Regions from separate parts of the Mus musculus genome. Here region 1 is linked to region 2. A link is a contact called in public HiChIP or PLAC-seq data. All regions are on one chromosome and are shown on one strand. The core of a region is the stretch at or near the end of the contact, and the rest is flanking DNA. Distances in the headings are between cores, read along the strand shown.

Evidence for each region. HiChIP or PLAC-seq counts read pairs in DNA pulled down with a chosen protein or histone mark.
Region 1: an H3K27ac HiChIP or PLAC-seq map of embryonic stem cells shows a contact between it and region 2, with 5 read pairs. The contact joins two enhancer-like sites. A contact is called at or near these places in 1 of 484 Hi-C or Micro-C datasets (embryonic stem cells) and 2 of 115 datasets of contacts at active chromatin or transcription factors (embryonic stem cells and microglia).

The regions. Positions count from the first base shown.
Region 1 is chr6:86,819,884-86,824,608 of GRCm38.p6, reverse strand. No RefSeq gene overlaps it. Among named protein-coding and RNA genes, the nearest start is that of 2610306M01Rik, 27 kb to the left of the region's middle. Within about 2 kb of position 1,683, at least 154 of the 459 cell types and tissues checked have an H3K27ac peak or open chromatin away from gene starts, as enhancers often do. A contact at or near this core is called in embryonic stem cells, where this site is marked.
Region 2 is chr6:86,503,214-86,507,713 of GRCm38.p6, reverse strand. No RefSeq gene overlaps it. Among named protein-coding and RNA genes, the nearest start is that of Gm52866, 4.8 kb to the right of the region's middle. Within about 2 kb of position 1,718, at least 19 of the 459 cell types and tissues checked have an H3K27ac peak or open chromatin away from gene starts, as enhancers often do. A contact at or near this core is called in embryonic stem cells, where this site is marked.

The DNA.
Region 1 (4,725 bases), core at 434-2,933, 320 kb before region 2:
ATTCAGAACACACTGGGTGACTGTTGTGGAGTGCTCTCCCAAGCATGTCAGCCTCCATCTACACCAGAGCATTGCATATGGCTTTGTGGCCTCAGAGGCACCAGGGTATGTAGAGTGTGGAAGGTTAATGAAGAGGGGACTCAGCTATGCAGCTTCAGGGAAGTTGTTGTCCATGCTGGGGTGAGGTTGTTTGTTTGTTTGTTTGTTTGTTTGTTTTTGGTACAGCTGCTCTGGGGTCACCCAGGCTCCTGTAAGTAACCTCTCACTATGCTCAGGAAGGACACCCAATATATCCATTGGTTCTCCTGGCTGGACCTTGGTGGGATTCAGCTTCAGTCTGTGGTGACCTATTTTGGAGCAGGTGTTTGTGTCTGCCCCACCCCCACCCCCAAAAGCTCACAGTTTTTGAGCTCTGCAAAAACAAAGCTTGGCAGTTGCCTCGTGCTAAGCCATCTCGTCTCTAAACTATCCGCATCCTTGCTCGAAGTAGCTAAATCTCCGAGAACATGCATCCCAACTGGAAGGACAGATCCTGTGGGGTCATGTACTGTGGCACAGTCCTTAGTGACTCCAGCACCCTGCCTGTATCTTCCCTGTGCCGCCTACATCCTGGCCACAGTCCCTGGTGACAGGAGAGGAAGGAAACAAAGCCAGCACAAACAGCCGAGTCAGTGGTTCCCTCAGCGTCTGGGAGAGCAGCCCTGGAGGGTGGGTCCCCACACAAGTGAGCTCGGAGTCAGTGAAGGGCAGAAGTGGGGAGCAAACGGGTCAGTGAGACTATGGACTCCTGTGTGGTGGTCACAACTGTCTGTAACTTGAGTTCCAGAGGAGCTGATGCACTCTTCTTGCTTCCTGGGGCTCCAGACACACACCTCGTATATATACATATATGCATACAGGCAAAACATTCATACACATAAATAATTTTTTAAAGCTATATAACCAGTTCAAGACCAGCCTAGGCTACATCAGATCCTGTTTTAAAAAGAAAATAAAATAAAACAAAATTAAGAGTTTCTTGATTGCCAAAGTTGTACATTAAACCAAGCAGCAGCCTCCTGAGGCTGAGCTGTGACGTTCCCATTCACACCCCTGGCTCATGTGGCTTGCAGAAAACAAGTGTGTCACTTAAACAGGGCCCCTTCCTCGACACCCACTTCTCCTGGGAAACTCTCCCACTTCTCCTGGGAAACTCTCTACCCATTGCAGGGATCCGATGTTTGTGTCCCCAAAGCAGACCCAGGTGGAGAGCTAATCCCCAGCGTCAAGTGTGAAGTTGAGGGGCTTCGGGATGTGATTCGGAGCCAAAGTGAAGGGGTAACAGCAGATCAGCGTGTGCTTGTAAGGAAGGCAGGGGGAGCAGCCCAGCCATAGTGGAAACCACAGACGGCCCCTAGAAAGCAGCGTGGGCCCCCAGTGCTCACCACAACCACAGTGTGTCCACACCTTGGGACCAGAACTGTGAACCGTAAATGTATGCATTTATAGATGGTCTAGCCTGTGACTTCTCTGCCAGAACTGCTAAACAGACTAAGCCCCCTGCCGGTCTGGGTAAACTCGACTTTATTCAGCGATGGATATAAACACGCACCAAATTTCAGGGGGCATATGTAGTGCAAACACCCAAGCGCATCCCAGCTCTTCCTATCCTGACAGGGTGGTGGCTGCACGGCCTGAGGGTGGTACCGCTGACTGTCCCAGCGGCGGCGTTAAATACTGCTATTCATTTGGTGCTGAGGCAGCAGTCCGCAGCTGAGTTGATTTCTCTCAGAACTGAAAAACAAACTCAGGTGGAAAATCTGGGCAAGCAATGTGATTTGCTATTTTTGGAGACGAGAAAGAAAAAGGAAGTCATTGAAATGGTGTAATGACAGTGTGGAACAGTGATCGTGAGTGTGGAAGTCCAGTGACTCCTATGTTCTTCCCAGGTGGTGGTGGGGATTAAATGGAAGCTACAGAGGGACAAGCAGACCACCCTGGGAGGGCTGATGCCCCGCCCCCACTCCCAGGGAGGGACGAATCCAACCTCAGCTAGCTCCCGGGCAGGGAAGGGTGTAAACTGGGAGTGGAGAGGAGGGTTCTTCGAAAGAATGACAGGCATCTCACCCCACTCCCTTTGCTGTGTGAGGCTGGTCATCTCCTCTGCTAGTGTCCTCCCACGCACGCGGCTTCTGAGCTGTCTTTCTCTTGTGGTGATTGTTATATAACACCCCCTCCCTCTCACACACACTGCAGTGCTGGGGTGCAGCCCAGGTCTGAGCACTGAGCTGAGTGAACCCCAAGTCCTTTTGCATCCTATTTTTACCATGCTGGTGTGATACCTGTTTTGTATTTCGCGTTCTGCTTTGTATCTGCAGTATTCTTGTGGCTGTTAGTTTTTTTACTCGTTGGTTGGTTGGTGTTTTGAGGTAGGGTTTCTCTGTAGTCCTGGGTATCCTGGAACTTGGAGATTCAGCTGCCTCTGCCTCCCGAGTGCTGGGATTAAAGGCATAGATCATCACTGCCTGGTGGTTTTTCACTCTTGTTGAAAATCTACAATATATATATATATATATATATATATATATATATATATATATATATTTATATATGCAAAAATACATGAAAAGTAGAGAGGTGGCCCAGGGACTTGTCCCCAAGCTTTGGTCCCAGCCTAAAATATTTGAAGGAAACCACAGGCCCCCTCATTTTTTCTGTTTTCAGTATATAGCTCTTTATTATTTATGTTTTAGAGTGTCTAGGCTGGACTGGAACTCACTCTGTGACCCAGACTGGCCCTGAACTCAAGGGCACTCTCCTGCCTCGGCCTCCTGAGTGCTGAGGCTGCAGGTGCGTGCCACCTTTCCCTCCTGTTTGTTTGTTTGTTGTGTTGTGTTGTTTTGTTTTGCTTTTTGAGGCAGGGTTTCTCTGTGCACTCCTGCCTGTCCAGGTCCTCCCTATGTAGACCAGGCCGGACTTGAACTTACTGAGACCTTCCTGCCTCTGCTTCCTAGGTTCTGGGATTAAAGGTGTGTGCCACCACCACCAAGATCTGTTTGACTTTTTTTTTTTTTTTTTTTGGCTAGTACTTTGTGAGTAATGGACAGGAGTCTTGTGTAGCCCAGGCTAGCCTCAAACTCCCTATGCAGTTGCGGATGACGTGGCATTCTGTATCCTCCTGCCTCTCTCTCCCACGAGCTGGGATAACAGGCCTGTGCCATTGCACCTGGGTCCCTTTTTCTTTCATATCTGCTTTTTTTTTTAAAGATTTATTATTTGTATTTTATATGAGTACACAGTAGCTGTCTTCAGACACACCAAAAGAAGGAATTGGATCCCCTTACAGATGGTTCTGAGCCACCATGTGGTTGCTGGGAATTGAACTCAGGATCTCCAGAAGATCAGTCAGTGCTCTTAACCACAGAGCCATCTCTCCAAACCCAAATTTTTATTTATTATTGTTCTGAGTGTGAGTTTGTGTGGGGTTCCACATGCAGGTCAGGGGACAACTTTATAGTCAGTTTCCCCCGCCCATCTTTATTTGGGTTTCTGGGATTGGATTCGGACCCCCAGGCTTGGGCTGCAAGCAACTTTATCTGCTGACATCTTACCCTCACCTTGAGTTTTCATTTCAGATCTAGACTCCACGTGAGAGAAAATGGACCACTTCTAGCTTGCTTAGTGTGGTTTTCTCGGTTTTGTGCACTTCCCTGTAGATCCTACAGATGGCGCACTCTCGCTCCTTCCAACTGACTACTACTCCCTTGGGTGTTCATGCCACATTTTTCTCTGTCCATCATCCATTAATGGGAGCCTGGCTGGTTCCACATCTTGGCATTGTGAACAGTGGAACAGTAGCCATGGGTGGGGAATCGATGTGTGCTGTGCTTATGTGGACTCTTTGGGTGTGGACCGGGGGTGGTAGAGTAGGAATTTGAATATCAGACTTTTACAAAGTTATCTATTAAGTCCTGAATAATAACCCAGATGTTTGCCCTGTTCACTGGCCATTCATCAATACTCATACACAGTGTAGTATGCCTGCCTTAGGTAACAACGGGCCAGCTCCAAGGACACCTCTGACAGCGGCCAATGACCACTCCATACACTGCTATAGGAATCCCTTTTGTGTGGGCTACTCTCTTTGTGGCACTAAAATCCCTGTCTCTCACTCAGCCCAGTGGTAACTGCTCTCTCACTAGTCTTCAGGAGCCCTCAAGAATCACTTTAGAATAAGAAATGAAATTTTTAAATGTTTTTTATAGGATGAAGCTATGTGCATCTACCTACAGACTTAACTTACTCAAAGTCTGCTGTTTGATCAGCAGACTTCCTGTCCCCTTTCTTCTTGGTCTTGGCTCTCCCTCCACCCTGAGCCCATGGTCTCTGCCACTTCGCATCCACAGGGCACACAGGCTCTCCTCCCGAGTTGTAACGGCATGCCTGCCTCATTAAGATGATCTTCTCAGGTCACTGGGCTTAGAACCAGGGCAGCAGCATACGTGAGTGCATACCTGTGAGGCAGCTCCCCAGAAAGGGACACTGCAACCTTGGGACTAGTACTTCAGAGTTCTGTGAACCTGCCCCAGTTTAAGGCAGTGCTGGAACCATGGCCCAAAGCTTTGGGATGATCTGTTATGTAATTAACCAACTTCACTATGAAGTAGCATTAAAACCACGCAACATCCAGGCAAGCTAGTAAGATGGTACCAAACTCTGCCTGCCTTTCTGTCTGTCAGTCAGTCT
Region 2 (4,500 bases), core at 469-2,968:
CACACAAGGCCTGTAACTCTAGCTCCTGGAGATCCAATGCCCTCTTCTGGCCTCCAAGGGTCCCTAAGCACACAAACTACACACATATGCTAAAGCATTGTTAGAGTTCTGAGCTTAACGGACTGTATAATCCTGTCTGTAAGCTTGCTTGCTTATGTGGAAAGTCGGTTTTTCATTGTTCTGCTTTTATTTTAGTTCAAGACTGGACTTGAACTCCCTATGTAGCAAAAGCTGCCCTTGAACCTTGGTCTTCCTGCCTCTACCTCTACAGTTCTTAATTGTGCCAGCAAAGAGAATTGTTTTAATTTTATGAAAGCATCTGGTTGGCCCAGGGGCAGGGTGGGAAGCTTACAGCAATCTTCACATCTCTAACTCTTCTCACTGGGCCCCACCTTCTGGGGGAGGGGAGTTGCTAACCATGGCTCTCCCAGCCCAGCAGCAGGAGTCACCTTGTCCCAGGCTAAAGTTTGGTTCCACATACACACAGGCTCTCCCCACCACACAGACTTACAGCACTACATACATAGTCTCTCTCTCTCTGTCTCTCAGTCTCTCTCTCTCTCTCTCTCTGTCTCTCTCTTACACACACACCACATACATGGACACACAGATTTACACACCACATACACACAGAGATACAGAGAGACTAACATATCACACATAATAGACACACACACAGACTTACCATATATACACACAGACTTACCATATACACATCACATACATACACACAAAGAGACTTACACACTACACAGACACACACACAGAGAGAAACACACAAACACTCACCACCTATACACAGAGACTCACAGCACACACGAACACCACATTCTCACAGCGATCTGCCTGCCTCTGCCTCCTGAGTACTGGGAGTAAAGGCCTGGAAAACACGCAAGGCCTGACCTTAACATTATTGTGAGAATAGTTTCATCCTCTACTCTGGAAAGCATCTCAGGTGCCCAGGGCTCTCTTTAATCACTCAGAAATTCTGTCCATGAAAAGATGTCAATACACACACAGGCTTGCACCCATGAGCTCAGTAAAGTAGGTCCCCATGTCCCAGGGCCCCAGAACTGATGTTTGAGAGAACATAATGTTGACTATGACTCCATCATAGCCCTGAAGCACCGCCTGCATCTCCACCAGGGAAGCCAGTAGTGGAAGTTAGGAACTCGGATTCTGCCTTGGGGCAGAACAAGGCAGAATTTCATCCTGCGGTGGGGGTGAGAGGAAAAAGTCACACCCCTTCTGGAACCCACTGCCCCAGCCCCAGCAGCAGAGCCTCTCCTTGTTGCCTCTCCCCAGAGCTGAACACTCACTCAGTTCCCCTGTGTATTAACTCAGTATTTTTTACCATTACATTTATTTATTGTGCATATGTGTAGGTACATGAATGCATGTATGGAGGTCAGAGGACAGCTTGCAGGGGTCAGATTTCTTCTTTTACCATGTGGGCTCCAGGAATAGAACTTCTTTATCCAGAGCCTTCTCACCGGAGGACTTCAAATCAAGATTTTTGTGGGTTTTTGTTTGTCCTTTTTTTTTTTCTCTGTGTAGCCCTGGCTGTCCTGGAACTCACTCTGTAGCCAAGGCTGGCCTTGAACTCGGAAATCCGCCTGCCTCTGCCTCCCAAGTACTGGGATTAAAGGTGTGCACCACCAATGCCTGGCTTTGTTTGTTCTTTGGTGTTTGTTCCCCCCCATCCCCCATCCAGGGGCCTTTGCCCCAGGCTGACCTCCAGTTTACTGTGTAGATAGAGGGTGACCTTGAGGTGCGGTCCTTCTGCCTCCACCTCCCTCACCCGGGGATGACAGACAGACAGACAGACAGACAGACCACTGCCCTTCACTTTTTACTTCCGAGGTTTGGAAAGCAAGGCTGCTCTGTAGGAACACATGGGCAGCTTGGAAAGCTTCCAGGCACTTCAGAGACTCCTGAGGCGTTTGTAGGTATCCGCTGTGGGGAGAGGACCGGGCTCAGAACCGAGGTTGGGAACTCACTGTTCTTGTGTGCTTTGCCCACAAAGGAAGAGCTGGCAGCCTGCTCCTCTTCCCCAGACTACAGACTCCCCTGTGGCTCTCCTGGATGCTTAACCTATTCCACTGTTGTTCCCTCCTCAGCTTATGGGCACCTTTTTGTCACCACCTGAGAAGAGAAGAGACTCCTCTCTCCTCCCATTTAGAGCTTCTCATGCCTTCTCTTCTGGAAAGCTTCTAGAAGGAGCAGCCCTTATGGAAGCAAACCTCACCTTTAGTTCCTTTGCTTTTTGGCCTTTTCTCCAGAAGAATGGGTCACCTACCCACTACCCACTCTATCAAGTCAGTGACATTGATATTCTGCCTGAGGCATCAAGGTGTCAAAGTGTCCTCCCTATCCTCACCCCCCCCCCCCCCACGTCATGTTTTACAAATAAACCTTAGGAACAACAATGATAAAAATTCTTTTCTTCTTCTTCCTCTTCCTCTTCCTCTTCCTCTCCTTCTCCTTCTCCTTCTCCTCCTTCTCCTTCTCCTCCTTCTCCTTCTCCTCCTTCTCCTTCTCCTTCTCCTTCTCCTCCTCCTCCTCCTCCTCCTCCTCCTCCTCCTCCTCCTCCTCCTCCTCCTCCTTCTCCTTCTTTCTGTTTTTTTCAAGACAGGGTTTCTCTCCTGGAACTCACTTTCTAGACCAGGCTGGCCTCGAACTCAGAAATCCACCTGCCTCTGCCTCCCAAGTGCTGGGATCAAAGGCCTGCGCCACCACCACCCGGCAATGATAAAAATTCTTACAAAGAAGATCTTGCAGGTGTGGTGGTGCACATCTGTCATCTTGGCTACATAACAAATTCCAAGCCAGCCTGGGACACGTTCAACACATTCAAATACCACTACTAATAAAAGGAGAAAGAGCCAGGCAGTGTAAAAGGGAAGGATACTGTGGCACTTTGCTTTTACAGTGTTTTGGGACTGAATACAGGGCACACATTCGCAGTCTCTCAATAAGACAAAAGCAACAGTATAAAAAAATAAAATTAAAATAGTGAAATATGAACCAGCAAGATGGTGTGGAGAGGAGAGATGTTTGTCACAGCCTGATGACCTGAGCTGGATTCCTGGAATCCACGTGCTCTCACGTGTGAGCAGAGACCCAGCTTCTACAGACTGTCACCTGACCTCCACACTCACACAGTGGTGCCCAGAAGAGCACACACCAATGAGGCCGAGTCAAATATTCTCAGTGAGATAGGCTGCTTGTTGAGCGCACAACACAAACTGCTGAGCCATCTCTGCTTCCCCTTCCACTAGTGAAGGGAAAAGTGGGATGCTGCCCTGTGATTGGTTTGCTTGTTTGTTTTAATCTACCAACCTAGCAAAGAAAAGTCTCCAGCGTGGTTAAGTATGTGGGAAATGAGCCAAGGCTACGTACAAAGACACTGTCTCAAAAACAAACAAACAAACAAACCCAGCAAGAATGTGGGAAATGAATCTGAAATGAGGAAAATGTCTGTGTAGAGAGGCCTCGTCACCTAACGTGAAAATCCACTTTGTGTAATATCCACTTTATAATATGTGTGTGCAGTGTGAGCATTAATATGTATATAAGGTTCAGAGGGCAACTTTTGGGAGTTGATTCCCTGCCTCGCCTTCTCAAGACAGTCTTTCTTGATTTTGTCACTGTGCCTTGTACTCCTGGCTGGCTGTGAGCTTCTGGGGGGATCTTCCTGTGTCTGCTCCCTTCTCAAGTAGGAGTCCTGGATGACAGACATCCAGTACCACATCTGACAGTCTCTATAGATATCAGGGATTTGAACTCAGGTTCTTAGGCTTTCGTGACAAGCACCTTTACCTGGCCAGCCATCTCACGTGCCCTTTATTTTGTTTTTGAGGAAGGGTCTCTTTTAGCCCAGGCTAGCCTCCAACTTGTAATATCTCTAAAGACGGCCTTGATTTCCTGGCCCTCCTGCTTCATTCTCCCACATGCTAAAACAACAGGCCTAGGCTGATGGGCTGGCTACGTAAATGACTTCCTTTTTCTCCCCCTTGCCTCTTCCTCTTCCTACTTCAACAGGGTCTCTGTACACTGCAGCCAAGCAGCACCTGCCTTGAACTCTGCATTGTACTATCCCAACCTCTTGAGTGCTGGGATGACAGACTTGAGGTTCCATACCTGGCTGTTTGGGTTTTTTTTTTTTTTTTTTTTGAGATCTCTCTCTGCAGCACTGGCTGGCCTGGAATTCCTTATGCAGCTCAAGCTGGCTATGAACTCTCAGCAATCCTCCTGCCTCTGCTTCCCAAGTGCTGAGGTTACAGGTCAGTACCATCAAGGCTTGAGGATGGTAGTAGTCCCCGAGAAGGGGTCCTGAAAGGACTGCAGGTAAGTGATAATGCTGTACATTTGTGTTTAGTGAGAATATCCTGTCAAACTGTCAAATTCTACTTTCCTTTTCTATGACTGTCTCTTGTCTGAAGGATTAGGTCACAGGGATTAGGGTCTCTTAACAAAGCTTCAACTTCTTAGATTCCC